Linked DNA regions of Mus musculus: regions 1, 2 and 3 are each linked to region 4. Evidence: chromatin contacts called from public Hi-C and HiChIP or PLAC-seq data. All regions are on one chromosome and are shown on one strand. Each heading gives the region's core, a stretch centred on a gene start, on an enhancer-like site or on the middle of the called end of the contact. The rest is flanking DNA. Distances are from core to core; before and after follow the strand shown.

Region 1 (5,786 bases), core at 938-3,437, 190 kb before region 4:
ATACCTGAGTCTGCCCTCCTGGCTTTTATGAAATTACATCGTGAGGATAAGACCATCCTACCCATCAGTATTATCAGTCCTCCAGTGAGTGGGGCCCGTGAACCATTTGCCACGTTCCCCTAATTTGCATGGTCCAGAATCTAGGGATTTACTGTAGAATCACCTTTGCTCACACTCTTGAAGGATAAAAAAGGAACTAAGAAAAATGCCTTTACCATCTGGTCTTATAATATGCTTTCTAAGTAAGTCACGGTTTCTTCAGACGCACTTCTGTGACCAGTCACAATCGCATTGCCCATACTGTTAGCTCGGCAGGGCTCCTGTGTTGACGGCAGCATATACTGGCCATTCTCACCCCTGTTCTTGTTGCTTCCTAGACAACCCCGCCCTGTTCTGGTTCTCCAGGCACATCTCACTCTGGGGGAGCATCTCCTTCAACCTGGCTGTGTTCATCAACCTGGCTGTGGCTCTCTTCTACCCATTCGGGGATGACGGTGATGAAGGCAAGTGCTTGTCTTTCTGCAAAAGATGGATGCCTGGGGAAAAAAAATCACAAAAAAATTCTCAAATTGCATTCCTTAAGTCTCTAGAGCTTCAAAACAAAGAAGCTTAGTTCTCAATGAATATTTTTTCTGTATTCATTGAGAGTGTAGAGGTAGTAAGTAGAGTAGACTGAAAACCGTGGCCAGTAGAAATGTTGTTTTACAGAAATTTCATGAATGTGTAACTACTGGGGGGATTATGTTGCTTCCACATAATTAGAGTGATCAAACATACTTTATTCTGCGTTATCGCAGTTATGTAAGTGAGAGCCTGATGCGCAAGTATTTTGATGAAAGGATCACAATTATATTTTACTTTCTGTCTTGTCTGGGTGTTTTGTAGTAAGCATACCCACAAAATACATGTTTTGATTCTATAATACTGTACATTTATAACACTAATAATCTCATCCTTAGAAACACACAGCCTACAATATACTGAAATGGTGGACAATGAAGGATATTGACTATGAAATTGGTATCATTAATCTGGTAGTGCATGAGCTTTTACAAAAGCAAAGACAGGAATTTGAAGTGAAGCATGAAATTCCATAAGAATTGGGTGGGGTTTTTGAATATTGTTCAGGTTTAGCAAATTGCTTGAGAACAATCTGTTACAGGTATGAGGTACAACCTGGAGAGTAACTTTGGAATGGGTAGAAGAATGGGTGGGAGGCAAACATGAGAGAAATAAGCAAATAATAGCTTTGGAGTGACCCTGGGGCACATAGGGTTGGTGAGATGCTGTCAGCAGAGCATTAGCAGTTCCTGACTGTTGGACCAAGAGTGGTTGTTAGAAGGTGAATACTGTCACTGCCATCCTGAGGGAGACATGAGAGATGGTACCATAACAGCAACAGCTATGTAAGCAAATCTCAGAGGAACTGGAGACAATGAGGAGAGATGGGAGCCCAAGAACAACTGACCGTTTTCCAGTCTTTGTCAGATCCCATGGGCATCAAAGCCTTCATCTTAGCTGCAGTTTGAGCTGGCATAGTTGAGCTTGTTGTGTTTCTGAGTGCACAGCAGGGATGGGGGAATTGTGAACAGTAGAGCAGGCAAGTCACTGCATAGCAGGAGAACGGCAACGAATGCATGCATCCATCATGTGGGCAGAAGTGGGGATGCCTTTCTCTCCCCTTGATCTGGTCTTACTTTGGTGATGAGCTCTTAGTACAGAGGATCACAGATCTTGAGGGTAAGAACCCATCACAAAATGATCAGTTACTATCTCCTGTGCTCAGACCACTGAGGTTACATGGCAGAGCCCCAGTAAAGAGAAATACAGTCTTTAAGATGGAGACAGACCTGGACATCATCTAATATCAACCTTTCATTTGACATACAGAGCCATGAAAACCCAGTGAAGACCTTCAGCCCCTAAAAGAAGCAGATATAACAAACATGAGGCTGGAAGACACAGATCCCTAGGCCATGTAGAGCCTGGTTACTGGGAACAAGTGTAAACATCACTCTTGAAAAAGATTTTTGAGTCAATAATAGTAGCAAGATGGAGGCTCAGTCCTAGGATGCCAGAGTGTGGGTGCTTCTTAGGGAAGGCAGAGCATACACATAGGGCACCATAAAACCCCATGATGAGTCTGAGTCACATGACTACAGTCTGTGTGAGTCAGCTCATGACAACTTTATGACTAAGGTTAAAGTCTTGATCAAAGTCACCACAACCTCTAAGTCTTGACCACACACTGCATATATGGGCAGAGTGGGCAGATATGCGTGGCCACATTGTGCAGAAGAAAACTGCTGTGTGCTGGTGACAGTTCTTGATGCTGGAGTTTTTCAAACAGGCTAAGCACCTGTTCTTTAGGCTTAATTCAAAACTGTGTAAAGACAGGGCGAATGTAAATCAAAGTTCTCCTAGTAAGTGCCTTGGAGTGATGGGGGCAGACAACACGATAGGCTCCAACTGGAAAGGACTTCAGCAGACAGATCTGAGAACGTTTTGAAAAAAAAAAGATCGACAGTCGTATACTATAAAGCATAGAATAAAACCAACCTGGGGTCTGTATGAATAGGGAAAAGATGATGTTCTTTTTGCTACTGTCCCAGTTAAGAAAGTTGAAGAGTGATAGAAATTGTATGTCACCGTTTGGCTAGTCATAATACTCAATGAATGCTCAAAACAAGGGGTGACTATGAAGAAAAAACACAAGAGCGTTGTACTTTAAGAATCTGCCCGTGATATTCTTAAGCAGTAACAATGGGGAGAGGAGTAACTGTAAAACAGAGAAACCACTCAACAATCGTGAGTGATACCCAGGGAAGGCAATCGTGAAAGCACCCAGCAAATTCAGGTCAGACAGACGTCTGTTAACGTGGGCTGTACTGTCCACCCCTACTACAATCTGCTTCAGAGTCACCGAGCCATCATGGCAAGGGGCCAGCAGAGGCAGGTTGCTTTCCTCCTCCAGACATAGTGAATGGTGAGGTGTCAACCATGCTCTCGGAAGCAACTCAGGCTCAACTGTCTCGTACACACGTGGGTTACCATGTTGGAGAACAACATCCTTCAATCATGAGGATGGTGTGCAGTGACTCAAGGAAGATGTTTCAGGGGAGATGTTGCTCAGATGACCACCCTGAGAGACACCATCCACGTCTACTGGAGCTTTAACTGCTAGGCTTCTGTGGAATTTGTTTATGCTAGGGATGGTTCCGGCCATGCCAACTGAATTGTCCTGGCAAAGTAGTCAGTGTTTTTTTTTTTTTTAATCCCAAGATAAACAAGATTTTTAAACCTAGAGGGAGTTCTTCTTTCCTCCCCACATTTTGAATGTACTTCTTCCTCACAAGCATGTTTGCTGAGGAAAATAAGGTTCTTCAAGGTGATTTCAACTCCCTCAGTTTCACAAGTGTTGTTGGGTACCACTGTGCAGTCGGCATAATGCTAGGCTGAGAGACCCTAAGATTAGTAAAGCTGTTTTACCTCAGAGATCTCAAGGTCTAGTTAAAGGACCAAGAGATGAGAAAGACGCAAGACCAATGATGACCAGTGGATTTATGGATGGATGTTGACTTGATCTGGACCTGGGTGTAGGAAGCAGGAGTCTAATGAGCCTGCCCAGGAAGCAGAGGGTTGGGGAGAGCCTAGAGTAAGAAGCAGCCATGCTGGACAGGAAGCCACAGACAAATCATCATGAGACCAAGCTGAGTTCCAAGATGACTGACATTGAATTTTCTTTTATAAAGGACCAACTTCTTACTTCTGAGATCTTCAAAAGTATAGAGGAATTTCTAAAGACATCATCCCAGTAAATATAAGATATGCTTATTATGTGAAATTAATAGAAATATGCAAAACATTAAAGAAAAAGATTCCCACCTGATGGCTAAGGATTGGCTTTAGTGATTTATATTGCTTTTGCTTTTTATTACAGTTACTTGTTTGTTTGAGAGACAGGGTTTCACTGAGTAACCCAGGTTGGCCTAAAATTCACTTTGTAGCTCAGCCTGGTGTTGAACTCAGAGCAATCCTCCTGCTTCAGCTTGCCATGTGTTTAGATACAGGCATGAGTTACCACACTCCACTGAGACTAGCTTTGAAAAATGTTAGACCTGTCTCTAGAGTGACAAAGAGGTTATGTTGTTGTTTGTTGTTGTTGTTGGAGGAGGAGGAGGAGAGGTTGTGTTGTTGTTGTTTGTTTATCTGTTTCCCCAAAGCATGACTCATCAGATTGGAACTAACCTGATGGCTCACAGAGTTTGGATGCCCAGATCTCCTGTAGAAAGCCAGGTATAGCTGCACAACCTGAGTGTTAATAAATATTTAGCCACTTGTTCACTATGAAGTCCCCAGAGCATATTTTGTCTACTTGATAAACAAGTATTGATTGATTGTTGCAAAACACAGTGTGTCAGGGTAGGGCTGCCCCACACATTTGTAGATTTTGTGTTTTAATGGAGACCCGAGAGTCATCACAAACACTGGAATGCTAAAGAAACTCTCTGTATTCCTCATGGAAAGCTGCGGAGTCAAGGCAGATGGCTTGCTTTTGCTAGGTAGAGTACCCATAAACCAGTGTCAAATGTAAGTCAGTAACCTATTTTGATGAGGAAGAAGATGAACTCTCTCTTTCCAATATTTTAAAAATTATCTTCCTTCCTTCCTTCCTTCCTTCCTTCCTTCCTTCCTTCCTTCCTCTTTCTTTCTTTCTTTCTTTCTTTCTTTCTTTCTTTCTTTCTTTCTTTCTTTGTGCAGGTGTTTTGCCTGTGTGAATGTCTATACACCATGTGCATACCTGGTGCCTGTGGAGGCTAGAAGAGGGTATTGGATTCCCTAGGTTTAGAGTCACACACAGTTGTGAGCCACCATTGCTGGGAATTGAACCAGAGTCTTCTGGAAGAGCTAGCAGCAAGTGTTCTTAATTCTGAGCCATGTCTACAGCCACACAACCTTCTTTTAACTCCTGTTTATTTGAAGCTGCCACAATAACAAAAATATTGCTCTAACAAGATACCTGACACTGTGTATTTCATGAGTCAAATGTCTATTTAGTTCCCTGCTCTGGATATGGGAAGTCTATGATCAGCTATCCCTGTCTCTTCACTCCAGGTGGGGACCCTCCTTGGTTATATCACAACTTGATGGAGAAGCAGAAAGGGATGTGGCTGTGGGTGGAGGGGTTATATGGGCAGGGGAGCCACACTTTGCAACATGCTCTCAAGGGAGTGTCTGGTGCCTGCTATGCCAACACCAATCCCTTCCAAAGGCAGTAGTCTGTAATCTGAGTTCCCTGCTGTAATGCATCAATCACCTCTTAAAGATTCCATTGCCTCTGCAGTATTTCTCCAGGTCCAAGCTTGACATCTGGGAGCCTTTGGGAAAGCAGTCAAATCATACCTAAACCACAATAAAAAGCATTGTTACAGAGCCAGGGTTTCAAAGCACACCTAACTTAATATTGTTCATGTATTGTTTGGGGTAGTTACAACTGTCTGACAGAATCTTTGTAATTTTTAGATGCATTGGTCCTCAGTGAATACAAAATTCATCAAAGGATATGTATGGGTTCATCCAGGGTTTTGATGTTAACCCCAAAGCCTTGCTTATGAAAGCCCTCAGTGGGTTTTGTGTCAGAAGTCAGTGTTATGGTAAAAATAGATGTGGATGACAGAGCAAGCATCGTTGTTGAAGTTTTGGCACAGGAAGCTGTGGAGAAATCTCTAGCTTGGTGTTTTCCTCCTGCCCGTGTCATCTGGAAGATGATGACCCATGTCATCCTG
Region 2 (6,007 bases), core at 2,148-4,647, 130 kb before region 4:
CAACCACCCGTTTCATACTTTCCACGGCTATTCGTGCATGCTTACATACACACATGTACCTATACACATAAATATAGACAGACATATACACTTGGCTGGCTGGCTGGCTGGAGGGAGGGAGGGAGGGAGGGATGGATGGAGCAGAGCTCCCCAAACCAAACCATTCAACCAACAACTTTATTTCTTTGGTCTGGCCTTTTTGTTTTAACATTCTTAGACAAAAGAGTCTTTAGAAATTTCCTCATAGATAAAATGTTACATAAAATGGGAGTTACAGAAGGATGTTGATAGTAAGTTCAAAGTGGGATTTCATTCTAACATGCTCGGTACAAGTTCAAGGTAACAGCTTTTACATGACCTTGCCTTATCATAGTGCACACCTGTGGCTATATCCTTGGACCTAAATGTTTTCCCTTGAACATAAATTTTTCCCAAGTCTCTTTCTCTTTTTAGTGTAATTATGAAAGCACATTGTATTTCTTATTATGTAGCCTTTACTTACTATATGAGGAGTGGGCACATTTTAATCTTGGTTTTACCTTTATTATATCTTTCTAGAAATCAACTATGACTGTCCCTTGAAACTTTCTTCTTAAAATTATTTAAATTAAATCAGGAATTCTATAGAATCATTAATTCATCTAAACAGCATTAATTCGTGAAAGTTCATCTTTATGTTGATCTCCAGAAAATCTGATCAATAGGGTGGGCTAATGGCCAGGGATTATTATATTGGTTTAATAATGACAGGAAAGCATATCAGTTGTGAGAAGCAATCCTGAGGTAAAATCCCTTTAGAATCTTGCCGGTGAGCTTACCCATCACAGACCATGCAAAAATGGTGGGCTATCTCCAGGAAGGTCACCTCCTAACCTCATCCTATCCTACATGATTCTTGACACCATACATAGTTTTTATGATCTAGTGTAAAATCACTTATAGTTCTCACGATAAATATGACAGTAAACAAGATTACCATAAAAAATAAAGAAAACCATTCACACCAAGCATGGTTTCCTGGCTTACATTCCTGGCTAGGGTGCTCACAGTGTCACCACTTCCTGCTCAGGGTCTGCCCATTGTGTGCCCCCTGGATTGCTGGCCACTGCCACCTCATCTTTCATTATCTCACTCAGGTAGAAGAGCCGGCAGCAGCATCCTGTGTGAGCCTTTGTAACAGCAGAGCTGCCTTTGCCGATGGTATCTATGCCTTTAACGAGTCGAGAGATTTACCCAGTTTAGTTTCCCGCAGCAAATCATTGGGGAGCCAGAGTGACAGCTCAGCCAATAAAAGGTTCATTTTGCAAGCAAGAGGACCTGAGTGTGATTCCCAGAATCTGCATCTTAAAAGCCAGGCGTGGTGGTGCATAAGCGTAGTCCCATCACTGGAGAGTGAAAACAGCTGGTCACTGTGACCTGCTGGCCAGCCAACCCTGATTACCCCGTGACCTCTAGGCCAATGGGGGACACTGTCTCAAAACAAAATCCAAACCCAAGGCAGATGGCACCTGAGGAATGATGGCTCAAGGTGACCTCTTGTGTGCACACACCTACGTGAACTCCTACCCACACACTTGTACACCCCCATGCACGAGCATGCACACACACACACACAAGGCAATTCTTTATTACATCTTAATTTCTAGAACAAGCACATGTGGGTTGGTTTCAATGAGAATGGTCCCCAGAGGTTCATATATTTAAATACTTGGCCCCTGATTGGTGGAACTGTTTGGGAAGGATTAGAAGGTGTGGCCTTATTGGAGAAGGTGCGTCACTAGGGTGGGCTTTGATAATTCAGAAAGACTGAATCTATTCCCATAAACCATATTAAATGCTTTCTTTTATAAGTTGCCTTGGCTGTGGTATTTTGGCACAGTAGTAGAAACTAAGTAATAAGACACTGAAACAAAATTTTATTTTAAGACATAAAACATTATAAATTTACATATGGAGGTAAACAAGAGCAAGCAGCTCGACATGTTAGTTTGAGGCATTTACTTAACAAGCATCTCCTTTTGTCCTGACTTTGAGGATGAAGTATGACATTGAAAAAAACGTAAGTCTGAGAGATGGGGAGATGGCTCAGTAGTTAAATCACTCACCACCAAAACAAGAAGATCTGAATTCAGATCCCCAGAATTCATGTAAATGATATGTGGGCATCCTGACCCAGGTGGCCCACCTGCAATTTTCAGCCTCAAGAGATGGAGACATGGACCATGCAGGCTAGGAAGGACAGCTCGCATCAGTGAGCTCTGGGTTTAAGAGATCTTGCCTTAAAACATAAGGTGGAAAAGCAATAGAGGTAGATTTAACATTCAACGTAGGGTGTACCTGCTTGTGTGCACCAGTACACACACACACATACACACACACACGAGCTTACACATGTGCATGCTGCACAGGTATATACCATACACATAAAGAGGAAAAAAAGGAAAAATATAAGTAAAAATGGCTTTGACTTTCATAAAATAAAAGATTCATCTTATTAAAGCTTCAGCAGCCACTTCTTAAAGCTCTGCATGCATTGGGGATATTCCATGTTCTACACAAGTAAAAACATTTTAGCTACCCATGCTTTGGCTCTTATCAAGTTTCTAGTTACATCTCATTTTTTGTGGTGGTGGTGGTATTCTGAGTTCCTCTCACTGGCATGAAGATGGTTTGTCTGGCTTAAAAAGAGCCCGTGTGAACCTTGTCAGAGAGACCTGAAATAAAGCTGTGGCGTGCCCTTGTGTTCACACTAAGTCAGGTTGATCTCTGTGTGCCTCAGCTCACAATTCACACTCCTCACTATCACTCCCAAGCGACACCAGATATCTGTAGTCAGAGCACTGCCTTGCTAAAAATAGAACACAGTGATACCCAGGTACCACCCAGGGAGGCCGCCTCGCAAAGCGACAGATGGCCTCTCTGGAACAGCACCATGCCACAGGCTCTCTCAGGTGACAGAGTGCAGATCTCGTGCCAGCCCTTGCCAGCTCTGATCCTAGATGCTATCGGGCACACAGAATGAAATGGATAGGCATCCCCTAGCCAGACTTGGAAAGCAGCATGTAGAGATGCCAGAGTGTCCTTGATTCAGCAAGGCAAGTGATCATTTCCAGCTAGTACACAGCCGGCCATTGTATTTCCCGCCTCTGAGGAGCCAGGATACATCCAGAAAGTTGCTTAATGAGCAGAGGTTGGGCGCGGGGGAGCTAACTGGCTGGCTGTGTGATGTGCATGTTTAGTGGAACAGTCGGGGATGTGTTGCTGTGACCTTGTTATTCAGCACAGGTTCCTGCTAGCAAGTAGATGAGGCCAGGAGGACGAGCATCTTGGCCATACCATGTGCTAGCTCTGAGGTTACTGGAAATCATTGAACCTGCCTTGGCCTTGTTGTGAAACCTAGTTCATCCAGTCACTTGTTTACCAACCACATGACTTGCATTATGTTGGGCACCTGCCCTGGAACAACAGTAACTAAGGTCACATGCCCTTTCTACAGCCATCACAACACACTGAGATCCTATACAATAGGCTGCCACTAAAGCAAATGGGGATAACAGGAGGGACAGGAGGTTCTGTTTCAAGTGGGTTGGTAGGTAGAAGGTTTACATTGTATGTGACATCAACTATGTGTGCCCTGTGAAACCCCACTTTGCAAGAAAGTGGAAGTCTCTTTGGTAAGTTCTTTCTAACTTTATTGCTTAATCTGATGGTGTACATTAAAATAGTTTGTTTTGTTTACACACTGGTCTTATTAAAATGTTGCACATAATATAGTTCGTTTTGCAAGGCAAATCTTCCTTTCAGTGTGCCTAATGAATCTGCTACTCAAAGAATCCCATAATGGTAGTTTAGGGGTGTTCTGCCAAGCGTGTATGAAGCCCTAGGTTTGGGCCCCCAGAGTATACAGGAAAGAAGGAAGGAAAGGGGGGAAAAGGAGAAGAAAAATGGAAAGGAAGGGAAAAGGAAGAGACTTTATATCAAGCTGCCCTAAATATAACTGTATCTTAGGTCACCATAATAAAGTTATCATTATTCCTGAACTCGTTGGTAACTGTTGCCACCTATATGGTGACAAGCTGGGTCATCACGGAGTCTTCACCAGATCTTTAAGGGAACCGAAAAGGAATTAGGAGGCAATGGGGCAAGGTGGGAGTAAAGGTTATTCTGAAGAGCGGAAAAGAGGAGTTCCATGTGCAATAGAATCTATACGCTCTGATGAGGGACCAAGACATAGCCTTCTCTGTGATGATACTGAGCAGGTCAAGGACCAAGCCTTAGCCTTTTGCTAGATGATGCTGAGCAGACAAGAGGGCTTTAGCCCATCTACCCAGTGTCCAACTCAGCCAAATGTGAGGCTCATGGCACTGTGTGGGATAAACAAGCATGCTAATTATTTTAAAAAGGAAGGAAAGAAGAAAGAAAAGACTGAAACATTAATTTAAAAACTCATTCTATGTGTATGGATGTCTTATCAGCATATATGTCTAGCATTGAATGTGTGCCTGGTGACTATGAGCTCAGGAGAGGATGTCAACTCCCTTGGAACTGGAGTTACAGGTGTTTATCAGCCACCAAATGAGCACCTGGGAACTGATCCAGGGTCTCCTGGAAGATCAGCAAATGCTCTTAACTGCTGAGCCATCTCTCCAGGCCTGCAAAATATTAACTTTTGAAGCACTAACTACAATGTCTTTTATAAAATATTGATGGGGATCACACAAAGATGAGGCCAATTCCAGTAAAACTGAGCCAGAGAAGTGCCCTCGCCTGCCCAGTAAGGCACTCTGGCTGGGGAGCAGGAGAAAAAAGTGAGTTGCATGGGGCCTAGGAAGTCTTGGCTGCAAACACTGGTGACACAATCCCTTTTCCATTCTGATGACAAATTTTAAATTCTAATAAATCCTATTTGTGAGGCCACTAAAGAGACCTGTCAGCTCAGAAGTAGCTATGCATTCACAGTCTTCCTACAGAAGCCACAAACTGGGCCAAAGTGCAGGCATCTCCGAGAATCTAATTTCCAAGTGTGATGTAGTGCCAGAGCCATACATGGCTCCAAGAGATGGCTCTGAGTGTCCGGCACTCTTCCCTGTGTGACTGGAATCCTCTCAGAGCTCAGACCCATTTGACTTGGTGATTGCAAGTAGCTCTTTGAGAACTCTCTGGGTGTCATGACCAGTGAAGGAGGAAGCCCAGGGGATCCCCCAGTATGTGTGCCCCTGGACAAATCCTCGGCACTCTTCTAAAGCAATCCTCCCAATGTGTGAATAGGTCAGGCCTGCTGACTGTTCAGAAAACCCTCTTTCCTTCCGAAGCTTAATCAGAAAACCCTTATGAAGAATGGGGATATAAATAGAATCCTTGAACCCCATAGTGGGTTTCTCAAGAGTAGATTTTGAAAGTGTGGCAATGAGGAATTTGTTTTCAAAACTTTTTATTTTTTTAAAACAAAACAAAACTATCTAGGGGACACAGAAGAAATGACTGGTCTCATCCTGAATTAGCTAGCAGAGGGTGGAGCCTGGTAGATAGGGAGCCCTCTGAAAGTCCCAAGTTGCAAGTGGCACAGGGAAATTGCAAAGGACATGTCAGCGTGACTCCTTGTTCATGTCTCTGAAAATGTGTTAATTTGGGGAATGTCATAACCCCATGAGGTGGTGACAGAGCATACCTCCCACTCTCTGGGTACTTTGCCATAACCATATGGTGACACATGACACACCTAGACTGCCTGTGCCAACTCTGCCCACTCCTCCTCCCACCCCCCAGAAGCAGAGTGTGAACACAAGCTTTCTTCCCCCACTCTCCCCACACCATCTTCTTCCAGCGTGTTCTTAAATCCATAGGAAGCATGCAGGCTGGGTGTTACTTACCTACTGTCAGAACGATCAAATACTTCTTGAGGGGTAAAAGTGGGAGTCACAGACTGCATCTCCAGCCATTGCCAGCTTTCTTAGCTCTGCAATCAGAGTCCTCTATCCAGGGGCTGTGGTTTTTACCTTGGTTACTG
Region 3 (5,573 bases), core at 2,214-4,713, 230 kb before region 4:
CTTCTGTGCAGTAAAGAAAACCATCTAAAACTTTCTAAGCACAGAAATTAAACTCCAAGGATGGAATTTATAGTGTTTATATTTGAAATAACCAAATTATTGTCAGTTAAATACTGTAGAGATGTTATCACTTTATAGTTTATCATTTTCCCATGAGATCTGTAGGAATTCTTGAATGTGCACACACGTTTTTTGATACATTGTGTTCTCTCTGTGTGTTCCACATGTGTGTGAGTTCTGCAGAGGCCAGAAGATGGTGTCTGGTCCCCTGCAACTGGAGTTACAATCTAACATGGTTGCTGGGAACTGAACTCAGTCCTCTGGAAGAGCAGCAAGGGTCTTAACCACTAAGCACTCTGTACTCGTTGGTTTTTGTTAATATATTGCTAGATATAACTGGGAAGAGGGCATGTTAATTGGGAAGATGTCCTCATAAGATTGACCTGCAGACAAGTCTGTGGGGGCATTGTCCTCATCAGTGACAGATGTGGGAGGGCCAAACCTGTTGTGGATGGTGCCTCTGTTGGGTCACGTAAGAAAGTGGGCTGAGCAAGCTGTTAAGCAGCTTTCTTCCATGCCTCTACTTCAGTTCCTGCCTCCAGGTTCCTGCCTTGAGTTCCTGCCCTGACTTCCCTTACGGATAGATCAGACAGTTGTAAGATGACATAAACCCTTGTCTCCCCAAGTTACTTTTGTTCATGGTGTTTTGTCAGAGCAACAGAAAAGCAACTAACACACCACCTCTCCAGCCCTTTGGCACATCACTTGTAAAGTCACTTGTACTTGTTTTACATGTGCTTATGGGTCTTTGAGATATACTTTTATACGTCAGAAAATTCTGAAATTGGCTAAGTACTGAGACCTTTCCTTCTGGTCACTGTGTTAGCTCCTTAGCTGTTACTCACCTTCCTTTCAGGAAACTGTTGAGCCTCTTCTTAGGTAATTTTAAAATTCAGTTGTGGAAAATTCGAATCCCTATGGCGGTTGGGTTTTTATTTTCCTTTAGTCAGAAAAGGAAAAAGAAGGAAAGAGAAGAAAAGAAATTAGTTCAGAAATAGAATCACTGCTTGCCTTTCAGTGAGAGACTCATCACTACATTTGAGAGAAGGAATGAAAGGGCAGTTAACAGAAGCGTCTTCAGCCACATCCAAAGCATACTGTGTGTACAGAAGAGAGATGGACCCGGAAATAGACACAATGTGCCCGGGACAGGAAGCAGGAAGTGCGGAGGAAAAGTCTGCGGAGGAAGTTACCATGAGCCCGGCCATCACCATCATGCGTCCCATCCTCAGGTTCCTGCAGTTACTGTGTGAGAATCATAACCGGGAGCTTCAGGTACTTCCTGTGCCATGTGTGTGTATGCATGTGTGTGTATGTGTGTGTATGCGTGTGTGTGTGTGTGTGTGTGTGTGTGTGTGTGTGCACGAGCACACACATCTCTGTGTGTGTGCAAATGCTGAGGCCTTAGGCTCTGAGTAGCCCAATTCAAGGGAAGCTAATATGTAGTTTTGATGGGAATTCTAGAGGAATCAACAAAGACACCAAAGCCCAGTTGAGATTGAAGGAATAAACCCAAGAGAAAAGTGCTTATACATTAAAATCCAAAACCCCCAGATCTACACACTGTCTTCCTGTGGTCCAGATCTCGAATCTTCCCGCCCAGTGAACACCATCTACTCTTCCTCCGTGGTGTTTGTTCAGAGAGATCATCTTTGTCTCCTCTGCCTTTCACAGCTTTAGACTCGGGTATTTATGTCTCTCCCAATCCATAGTTGTTGAGTACAATATTAAGTATATTTGACATTTCGTTAGGAACAAAGTAATATGAGAAATTTTGTAAAATAAATGTTATATATTTTTAAATTATTTACTTTACATCCTGTTTACTGCCCCCTCCCAGCAACCCCCTCCTACAATCCTTTCCCCCTCACCCCTACCCTTCTCCTCTGGGTCAGTGGCAACCCCCAGGTATCCCCTCATCCTGGCACCTCGAGTCTCTGTGGGGCTAAGCATCTCCTCTCAAGGAATTTTTTATGATAGTGAAAGTTACTTCGCAAATTAATATAGTCCACATCACGATATCTCCACCACCACATTTCCTCTCAGATGGATGGACTAGGGCTGCCTTCAAACTTTGACTACCTCTCTGGCGTTTTTGTATGCCCCGCCTATGGCAGACACCATGGCAAAGGCACACGGAGAGAGCAATTGTGATTGGCCTGGTTGAGGGAGCATGGAATGCTCCCCTGAAGAGTTTGCCTCCAAGATAGACACTCGCCCTTGCCAGCCAGCTTCGCAGTGCCACTGTAGCTAGCATAGCCGGGAAACGGTTTTATTAATGAATTACAGTGACTGGTGGAGGTTTCCACAGTGGGTCCTGCCTAGGATTAGAATAGGGTCCATGTTGATGAGATGTTCCCGAATGAATGGTGGGGGAATGTGGCTCATTGGGACGAGCTGACCGCAGCTTAGATCTAGCTTCTGTAGGGTGTGCCTGCCAGCTAGTTCTCATCAATAGACCCTGACAGTGTGGGGCGTGGATGAGCAAAATAGATAGAATAATATCTGGCTTTCTGTTAACCATGAAAGTGTGGCTCAAGCACTCCCTTAGAGAACCTTTTCTTTCACAGTAGCGGTAAGAAGAACAAATAGCAAAAAATCAAAATAAATAAATAGATAGCTACAAATGCATTAAAACAAGAACCCTCTCTCCCTCTATTTCTCTTTGGGTTCTTTCCCTAGCCTTAGTCCCCAAAGGAAGTGCACCAATAACAGTTTTTTTTCTAGAAAATTCTGTGCACATATAAACATCAGTTTGTGCCTATAAGCCTAATTTCTGTTCAAGAGAATATACGTTCTATAGTGTCTGCTTTTTCGTTTAGTCATTTTTTTTAACATTACTATAGTACTTATTGCTTGGTAATGCTTATCACACACATGGAAGCATTTCCTAAGAGCCACACCCATCACACTGCCAGCAGGGGTAAGGCTCCAGCTTTTGCTAGCCCCTGTCTGTGCTAACCGGCAGTGAGCAGTGAATCTCTTTAGTGTGCAGGTGCAGAGATGGAGGACTGCTTGCCGAAATGCTTGAGAGAGCTTTCATGTTGCTCCTCCTATGATCCTACCCCGACTGCACCGTGACAGGCAGGCTTGTCAGGGATGCTTCGCATGGAAGTTGGACTCCGCCTCCACGAACAGTCTGTTTCCCTTCTCCTTTCTCCTTCTCACACTTGTTTCTGCCCTCTGTAGATTTCCAGTGAGGACAGCAGGGCAGTGTTTAGTGTGACTTGTTTGGCTGAATACTTTTGCTAGGTCTCGAAGGGGAGGGCATCAACGTTTAAACATTATTCAATTTTAAATTATTTTAAAGTTATCTTGAAAAACAATGAGTCTCATTATGGCATTTTCATGCACATCATTATGCTTAGTCATAGTCACACCCATTATGCCCCTCATTACTTCTCTCTTCTGCTGGTCACCTTCCTGCCCCCAGTTGTCTCACTGTCTTATAAAGAATAATTGAATTCTATACTGGCAAGGAATCTCTCTCTCTCTCTCTCTCTCTCTCTCTCTCTCCCTCTCCCTCTCCCTCTTTCTTTCTCTGTCTCTTACACACACACACACACACACACACACACACACACACCCACCCACACACACACAGAAGCTAAACCTGACCCTTTTCCCCCGTGTTTTGCTTTCAGTCCTTCAGCTGTATTTGATTTCCCCTTGCAGAACTTCTTGAGGAACCAGAACAACAAAACAAACTACAACCTTGTCTGTGAAACGCTTCAGTTCCTGGACTGTATCTGCGGAAGTACCACAGGGGGTCTAGGCCTGCTGGGGCTCTACATCAATGAGAGGAATGTAGCTCTGGTCAACCAGACTCTGGAGAGCTTGACCGAGTACTGCCAAGGCCCGTGCCACGAGAACCAGGTAACCAGAGAGTAGCGCTGCCTGAGCCATGACTCAGAAGCAGCATGCCGGGTGAGGCACAGAGCCCACCTCACATGCTGGTGAAGCCTCGTTGCTTGTTCTGCTTGGTGTGGCTGCTTTTCTCAAAGAACATACAAAGGCCGAGGTGTAGACTAGCACATAGTAGGCTACATTTTAAATTGCATTATAAAAGAAAGTTCCCGTGAAAATATTTAAGATAAAAAGAGTTACTGAAAGAAGGGTAAGATTGTATTTCTTCCCAATGTTGAGTTTTTCTCTGTATCTCCAGCTGTGTGGAGTTAACTCGCTGTGGCTTTGGCTCCAATGCAGTGTGTACATGTTGTGGGGTATAATATCCATGTTACACATATGCTTGGTTAGCTTATGAAGTGGGTCTCATGGCTGTCATCTTGCTGATAAACAGCTTCAGACTCAGAGATCAGCTCAGAGATGGCAGCACTCTGAGACACTGCAAAAACAGAAAAGCTACAGACTTTCAGAACCCAAACAATGAGCCATTTTGATTTCGGTGCACATGCACATGTGAGAGACCCGACGTTCATCCTGGTCCCCAGAGTGTTTTGCTTTGCTCTAAGGACACACTGTGGGAGATGACAGGACAGGAGATGTAGGGAAGAAAGGCATCTTGTAATGTTTCTTACCAGTGTTTAGTATTCAGAAAACACCTGGAGCGGGCAAGGTTCAGGGGCAGAGGCTCCATGTCATACATTTCTGGACATAAAATTTAAAGGTGTGATTGATACCAAACATCAATGGTTGCTCTAGGAAGAAGATGTGAAAAAGTCAGCTTTTCTATTGCAGATCATATGACTGTCCACACACACACATGCAGTGCCTGTGTACACACATATACACGATATACACACACCTGTGTGTTCATTTGATGCAAACACATTGACCGTTATCATAACGGTATTGTTTTCTTCTCTGTGTTTATGACAGTGAGTTTGTACATGTTTTCCCTTTATTTTCAAGATCACATTTTAGTTTCCTACAATGATAAAGGTATCCCTGACAGTTGATTTAAAGCCGAGGTAAAGTGCACAAATTCAGAGGTCGGGTTGGCTGGTAAAATTCTACTCTAAAATAAAAAATATGCACATACATGTTTCTTTCATATTTTACCATTTTTGTGAAAAATCTGCCAGAACCTCCCCTACTTTGTGGTGGAACTGAGTTTCGAAAGTCCTGAATCCAAGTAAGTTCTCCAAGGATACACTTGTAATAAGATAGCATGCCTTACCTGGATAACTCCCTATGCTCTGAAAATGCACAGAAGGGCTTTAAGAAAGTTCTAGAAATGATTTGAAATAGATTCCCTTTGGGTTTTGCAGATGTTCTTATGAGCAGAAAAGCCTCAGGACATTGCCAGTGTTGCACAGGAACACACCTTTCCTCTGCACAGATGTCCTTGTATAAAGAAGAGATAGGAGGCCCAGGCCAAGCTGCTCTGTTGGCTAGGGCTGCCGTTTCTTGTGTGACTCCTCAGGGTTTTAGATTCTTGAGCTGCTTGGGTGGCTTGGTAGCCTGGTCCCATGAATGTGGCCTTCAAGCTGCTTCCAACCAACGAAGCTCAAAATCCTGGCACACTGGATCTTCACCCTCAGAGCAGGCAT
Region 4 (5,701 bases), core at 498-2,997:
TCGGTGAACTTAGCTACTTGCTCTTATATTACATCGTCAGGACTGGTAGATATCTGTGATCTGGGGATTGAAACTCGGCCACACGTGGGATACGGAACTCCAGAATTCATTCAGCACATGGAATCGGTACTCTGTGATGAAGAGAAATTTTTGTAGCTCTAAAAAGCTGTTTCTGATGAGTCGTAAACCTGCTTGTATATTCTAACACAATTGCTAGTGGCGAAAACTAAGCTGACGGTAAAGATGGTGGGTGGGGACAGTTTAAAAGTGCCCCCAATCCTAAATACTTCACAAGTTTCACCTTGGTCTTCAAAACCACCCTGTGTGGGAGGGGCTCTCGGTGTCCCATGTCACAGACAAGGACCCACACAAAATGCTAACTGCACTCCAGGATCAGAGTCAGTATAAGTAGCGGATGAGGAACCCTCTCCAGGCACCTGGGCCTTCCTTGACCTCTGGTTATGCTGATCCCAGGAGGGAGGGCTCAGCTATCAGAAAGTGTGTACACTGAATAAAACATTTCTGACTACTTAGTTTCTTTACTCATTGCTGGAACGGAGCGCTTGACAAAGGCACCTTAAAGGGGGAAGGAATTGCTTTGAATCACGGTTTGAAGATAGCGTCCATGGCTGTAGGAGCTGGAGGCAGCCGCTCTCCGGGCGTCTGCAGTCAGGAATCACAGAGAGATGGAAGCTAGTGCTCGGCTTGCTTTCTCCTTGTTATTCAGTCTGGGCCCCAGCCCATGGGATGGTTCTGTTCGGTTGGGGTAGATCTTTCCTGTCAATGAATCCTGTCTGGAAATTTCCTCATAGCATGCCCAGAAGTTTGTCTCCTATGTGATTTTACAGCTTCCCCCTTTGATAATATTAACTACCACAAGGTTCATCAGGCAAGTCACCCTGAACACACCGACCTGCCGCAACATCAAACACATCTGACCAGCTTCATAAGAGGCCCCACATGCCCTTCCAGATTTTCAGGGGCTTACAGAAGAGAGACTGGGAAGATGCTGGCTTCATGACGACACATGGAAAAGCGTGATGGTGTGGGGAGAGGGCTGTCACAAGAAAGCATTTGCTGATATAAATTTATAAATTTTCAAAATGATATGTACTTTCCTGTGTGTTTTGTAGGGTGCGTGTGCCTCAGTGAACACAAGGAGCAATTTTCAGAGCCAGTTCTCCCTCCCCGCCATGATGGTTACTAACATCAACCGGACAGACTGTGGACTCCCTTAGGAGACAAACTTCAGGGATTGAATTCTGTTTTTATTTTTACCTCACAACACAAACATAAGATATCTCCCCACCCTTTGATAAAGCAAACCTTCTGACCTCTTAGTTGGTATTAACAGGTCCCTTTCCCGACCCACCCTAGGATGCACTTCACCAGTTTAGGGTTGAATGATATTCAGCAAAAATTCTCTCTCATTCCGAAGACTTTTCCTTCATCTCCACTCTCCTGGACCTTGGCGGGGCCTGGTAAAGCCCTGAGGCTCTAAGGATCCCTTAGTAGGTCAGCCACAGTTCAAACCGTGTCCTCATTAAGTGCACAGCTGGGCTTCCCACCAGAAAGCCTCCCTAGTCAGCCCTTGGGAAGCCCCAGGGAACCTGCATTTCAGACCCCAAGGTAGTGCCTCCCCGACTAGCTTTCCATGTTTTACTCCAGGTTTGGATGAAGCAATACAAGGGAGAAATCCATTCTTTCTGCTCCCTCACTCTGACCGTGACTCATTACTTAGCACAGACCAAATGGTTCCCCACCTCCCAGGGAGGAGGCTCGGAGCCCGGAGCCCGTTACATAAGTGGCTTCCACAGCTGCTGCTGGTAATTGAAAGTGAAGCTCTTCTGATGTGGGGCCTGCTGGGAGTGGTGTGACTCTTTCCTCACCCCGTGATACCATCTTTATGGGAGAGGCTCCCAGAGCCAGGGTGTGGTGTGTGTCGGGAGTGTCCTGCACAGTAGGCCTAACTTCTGAATAGCTTGTGCTTTCTCCCTTGTTAAAACATGGCCCTTCCACGTCGTCTCTGATCTTAATCTCCCAAATGAGCTGGAGCTGAGCTTCACGAGGCAGGATTTGCCTGGCTCTGCAAAGCTCAGGAGGAAATGTGGCTTGGGGTTTCTATGCCCAGAGACCCACCCAAGAAGGACCACCCAGGAACACCGTCTCTGGGCAAGGAATTGCAAGAGCTGTGCTTACGTAAAAATCTCAGAAGAGGGATCCCGGACATCAGAGCTGACTTGCAAGGCCCAGGGCAAAGGAGACTAGTTTGATCTGATTCTGGAGGAAAGTGACTAAATGGCTCTTGAAAAAAACCTAGGGATCCTGTCTAGACTCCCCCACCCCCACCCCAATCCTGGCTTCCCTACTGACACTGCCAGGGAATTGCTTTTAAGGAGTTATGGGAAGCCAAACATACCCCGATATATGTCCACTTCCAGGACCTATTTAATGCAGAGATGGTGAGGCTTGCAAGACCCTTACATGGAAATGCATGCCCACAGGGGAAGTCTGCCCAGACTGAAGGTTAGCTAAGGTCAGGTGCCAGTTCTGGTTCCCCAGCAAAACCCTGTTTCACTGGACCTCAGTGTACACTTCAGCTGAACTGCAGGATTGTTGCGCGCACTCAACAGGCCAGGAAGAACGACGCTGCTACAGGATCCTTCTGCACACGTTTATTCAGTCCTGTTTCTTCTTTCTCCATATATCTCCCCTGTTTATATCTCCCCTGTTTATATCTCCCCTGTTTATATCTCCCCCGAACCCTGGGCCTCTCACTCTTTTATACTCTCAGTTCCCATCCACGCACCAGCAGGCCACGCCACCTCACCAGGGTCACGCAGCTTCAGCTAATCAGGGCAGCAGGGGCAAATCTCCATCAGACTGGATTCACCTGTATCCTGGTACACCTGCCCAGCACTCAAGATGTTTGTGTCTTATATGAGGAAGTCAGGTGCAAGTCATATGACTTAGCTGCAGTCCCTGGCGCCTTTGGGACTGCCGCCACACCCGCTCCCCACAATTCCCCCTTTTTTCTTTTTTGGCAGAGAGAATGTCTGTAGATAGCCCCCCGCAGCCATGCCCCTTACCCGTCCTTGGGTGACAAACAGCATTGGTTTGATCCCTGTCTTAGGTTGGTGACATGCCCAGGGAGTCTTATCACTGACTACCTCTCTATCATGCCAAGCCACACCTGGGGAGATTGTGTTTTGCTTGTGGCAGGTGCATCAAAAGGCCAGGATGTTGATTAATCTATGGCCAGATCTTAATTGCTGCAAGCAAGCCTCATGGGTGAAGGTAGAGGTCTGATCCCCAGTGTGCAAGCATAGGGGCCCTACACAAAACCATCCCTTAGGCTCATCACCCAGAGAGGTCTTGGCCAGCTCCCGTGTCGTTTTTCCTAGGGGAAGGGAACTAGGACACTGAACCTTCATGCAATCAGACGTGCCTTCCACAGGATGCCAACAGCAAGCTATCCTCTGTGCAGTGCTTAGCCTCGCACCCCACGGCATAACGCAGCATAATTTCTTTTAGAGCGGCAAACCGAATCTGAGGAGATTGTCCCGCCTCCACTGCAGCAAAAGCCTATGCTACCATGGCGAAAGTGCGGACCGCACACTCTGCACCTAACACATGTGCCCAACACAAAACACACACACACTATAACAAGCACACATCCCAGGGCTCTCATCCCCGCTCATCTTCCCTGAAGCAAGGGATAGATGGCCAGCGGGGCTATCTCTTTAAGGGGAATTCAGGGATCAAAAAGCGTGGAAAAATTTGAATGTCATGTCGAGCTGGTATCGGCTTCTGGAATACCGAAAGGATCTCTCATCTCGGCTCCATCGTTTGTGCTTGTGGGAATATCCACCACATCCACAGGGGCAACTGGATCAGGAGCCTCATTCTTGCAGCGTCTCACCAATCTCTCCGGCACGAAAAGAGGTTCTGTCTGGTCCTGTGGAAACACACAAACAGACCCTCTCGCCCACGTCAACACCTGATCCTGTCGATCCCCAGGGGAGATGGACACAGTACCTCGTGGTGATGAGACCATAACCTCAATCACCTGTGTGTCCATCTGGGGAGTCAATATGAGAGTCAAGTTTTCACTAGCTTCCCCTCTGTTGGGCAATGATTTCCATGCCCTTATAGCAATCTGATTCACCTGCTCAAACACCTGCAGTGGATATCCTGTTTGTTGTTGTGCAAATCTACCTTGATCAAGCAGCATATCTCTATCCCATGCAAATTCAGCTTGATCAGTGAAAATAGGACATCCCAGCAAGGAGAATCTATCCTCTTTCCAGACCTCCGGACAGAAGGTCTGCCCATAGATGGCTGACGAGGAGGCATAGGGAGGGGGAGCAGAAGCTAATTCGCCTTCCTCCTCCGCCTCAGCTCTTTTATTTTGTCCTTTCTGTCCACCTGATAACACTGTGTCTCCTTTCTTTTTCCTTTTTCTTTTTAAGCCCTTCTCCTCTTCCGACATACTTTCTTGTTGCTCTATAAGGATTTTCTGACCTGTCTTGACTGCCTCTTGATTCAAACAGTAACAGAGTCCATATATCAGAACAAGCAAGACCAAAACTATCAGACCTACCCACAAAGGGTCAATGGGAGAAAAAAGCATAACTACACAGCGAGGATCTATTGATCACTACACTGAGGTTATCATAGTTCCTTAACTTGTCCCCAAACCGGGAACCTTAACTTGTCCCAAAGCCGGGAACCTTTCGTTACCTTGTGCCTGCTTCCTGGCAACTTTATGCTTGCCTCTATTTTATCCGAGGTCCTTCCCAAACTCCTGGGTTACTTTGTGCCTACTTCCTGGCAACTTTATGCTCACCTCTATTTTATCGAGGTCCTTCCTAAACTCCTGGGGTCGCAAGTTTCACTCACCGTGAACTTACCCTGCCGGCAACCACTGACTGCTGAAAGTTCTGAACTCGGTGGGGGAGTCGGTTCCCCGTACGGGCCACCAATTGTCACGCCTGCTCTCGACCAGCAAGAACGATGCGACCACCAGTCCTTCTAACAGCAGTTTATTCAGTCTTCATCTTTCTTCTTTCTCTTCATCAGTACCGTTCCCCAGCTGAAGAGTTCTGAATCCACGCCGGATCCTTCTCAACAGTCTGTTTTACGGGAACCTTTATTAACCACTTCTTCCCCGTTATGCAGTTCTGAATCCTCCCTGTAGCAGGGGGTCTTCACTCGTGCCTGAAGATGTTTCTTTTCCCGGGTTTTCTCGTCCCAGGTCTTCTCGTCCCAGGTCTTCTCGTCCCGTCCCGAGTTTTTCTTCCCGGGTTTCCGGCACCAACTGTTACGCGCGCCCAACTGGCCAGGAAGAACGACGCTGCTACAGGATCCTTCTGCACACGTTTATTCAGTCCTGTTTCTTCTTTCTCCATATATCTCCCCTGTTTATATCTCCCCTGTTTATATCTCCCCTGTTTATATCTCCCCCGAACCCTGGGCCTCTCACTCTTTTATACTCTCAGTTCCCATCCACGCACAGCAGGCCACGCCACCTCACCAGGCACGCAGCTTCAGCTAATCAGGGCAGCAGGGGCAAATCTCCATCAGACTGGATTCACCTGTATCCTGGTACACCTGCCCAGCACTCAAGATGTTTGTGTCTTATATGAGGAAGTCAGGTGCAAGTCATATGACTTAGCTGCAGTCCCTGGCGCCTTTGGGA

The links. Hi-C and Micro-C count contacts between places; a contact is called where the count stands out from the background. HiChIP or PLAC-seq counts read pairs in DNA pulled down with a chosen protein or histone mark.
Region 1: a contact with region 4 is called in an HNF4G HiChIP or PLAC-seq map of pancreatic cancer cells. The contact joins two enhancer-like sites. A contact is called at or near these places in 1 of 15 datasets of contacts at CTCF or cohesin (the NIH/3T3 cell line), 2 of 484 Hi-C or Micro-C datasets (the N1E-115 cell line and bone marrow-derived macrophages) and 3 of 115 datasets of contacts at active chromatin or transcription factors (CD8 T cells, microglia and pancreatic cancer cells).
Region 2: a Hi-C map of the N1E-115 cell line shows a contact between it and region 4, with 4 times the contacts expected there. The contact joins two enhancer-like sites. A contact is called at or near these places in 1 of 15 datasets of contacts at CTCF or cohesin (the NIH/3T3 cell line), 3 of 484 Hi-C or Micro-C datasets (the N1E-115 cell line, muscle stem cells and myocytes) and 1 of 115 datasets of contacts at active chromatin or transcription factors (embryonic fibroblasts).
Region 3: a contact with region 4 is called in a Hi-C map of bone marrow-derived macrophages, with 23 read pairs. The contact joins two enhancer-like sites. A contact is called at or near these places in 2 of 15 datasets of contacts at CTCF or cohesin (the NIH/3T3 cell line and pro-B cells), 1 of 484 Hi-C or Micro-C datasets (bone marrow-derived macrophages) and 1 of 9 other capture datasets (embryonic stem cells).

Annotation. Positions count from the first base shown.
Region 1 is chr6:146,182,157-146,187,942 of GRCm38.p6, reverse strand. Itpr2 (inositol 1,4,5-triphosphate receptor 2) reads left to right here. Exons shown (of 57, transcript NM_019923.4): 48 at 378-503. Gm35768 (a long non-coding RNA gene) reads right to left here. Exons shown (of 5, transcript XR_003956373.1): 4 at 5,318-5,403; 5 at 1-536. Among named protein-coding and RNA genes, the nearest start is that of Gm35707, 12 kb to the left of the region's middle. Within about 2 kb of position 2,187, at least 44 of the 459 cell types and tissues checked have an H3K27ac peak or open chromatin away from gene starts, as enhancers often do. A contact at or near this core is called in bone marrow-derived macrophages and pancreatic cancer cells, where this site is marked.
Region 2 is chr6:146,124,436-146,130,442 of GRCm38.p6, reverse strand. The region is part of intron 55 of Itpr2 (inositol 1,4,5-triphosphate receptor 2); the gene reads left to right. Among named protein-coding and RNA genes, the nearest start is that of Gm35768, 17 kb to the left of the region's middle. Within about 2 kb of position 3,397, at least 29 of the 459 cell types and tissues checked have an H3K27ac peak or open chromatin away from gene starts, as enhancers often do. A contact at or near this core is called in the N1E-115 cell line, where this site is marked.
Region 3 is chr6:146,228,056-146,233,628 of GRCm38.p6, reverse strand. It overlaps Itpr2 (inositol 1,4,5-triphosphate receptor 2), which reads left to right. Exons shown (of 57, transcript NM_019923.4): 41 at 1,079-1,335; 42 at 3,736-3,936. Gm35596 (a long non-coding RNA gene) reads right to left here. Exons shown (of 5, transcript XR_378174.4): 3 at 4,599-4,718; 4 at 906-1,000. Among named protein-coding and RNA genes, the nearest start is that of Gm35596, 11 kb to the right of the region's middle. Within about 2 kb of position 3,463, at least 26 of the 459 cell types and tissues checked have an H3K27ac peak or open chromatin away from gene starts, as enhancers often do. A contact at or near this core is called in bone marrow-derived macrophages, where this site is marked.
Region 4 is chr6:145,994,942-146,000,642 of GRCm38.p6, reverse strand. All of the region lies in intron 2 of Gm32838 (a long non-coding RNA gene), which reads right to left. Gm32914 (a long non-coding RNA gene) reads left to right here. Exons shown (of 4, transcript XR_869600.1): 4 at 1-1,107. Among named protein-coding and RNA genes, the nearest start is that of Gm32914, 16 kb to the left of the region's middle. Within about 2 kb of position 1,747, at least 162 of the 459 cell types and tissues checked have an H3K27ac peak or open chromatin away from gene starts, as enhancers often do. A contact at or near this core is called in the N1E-115 cell line, bone marrow-derived macrophages and pancreatic cancer cells, where this site is marked.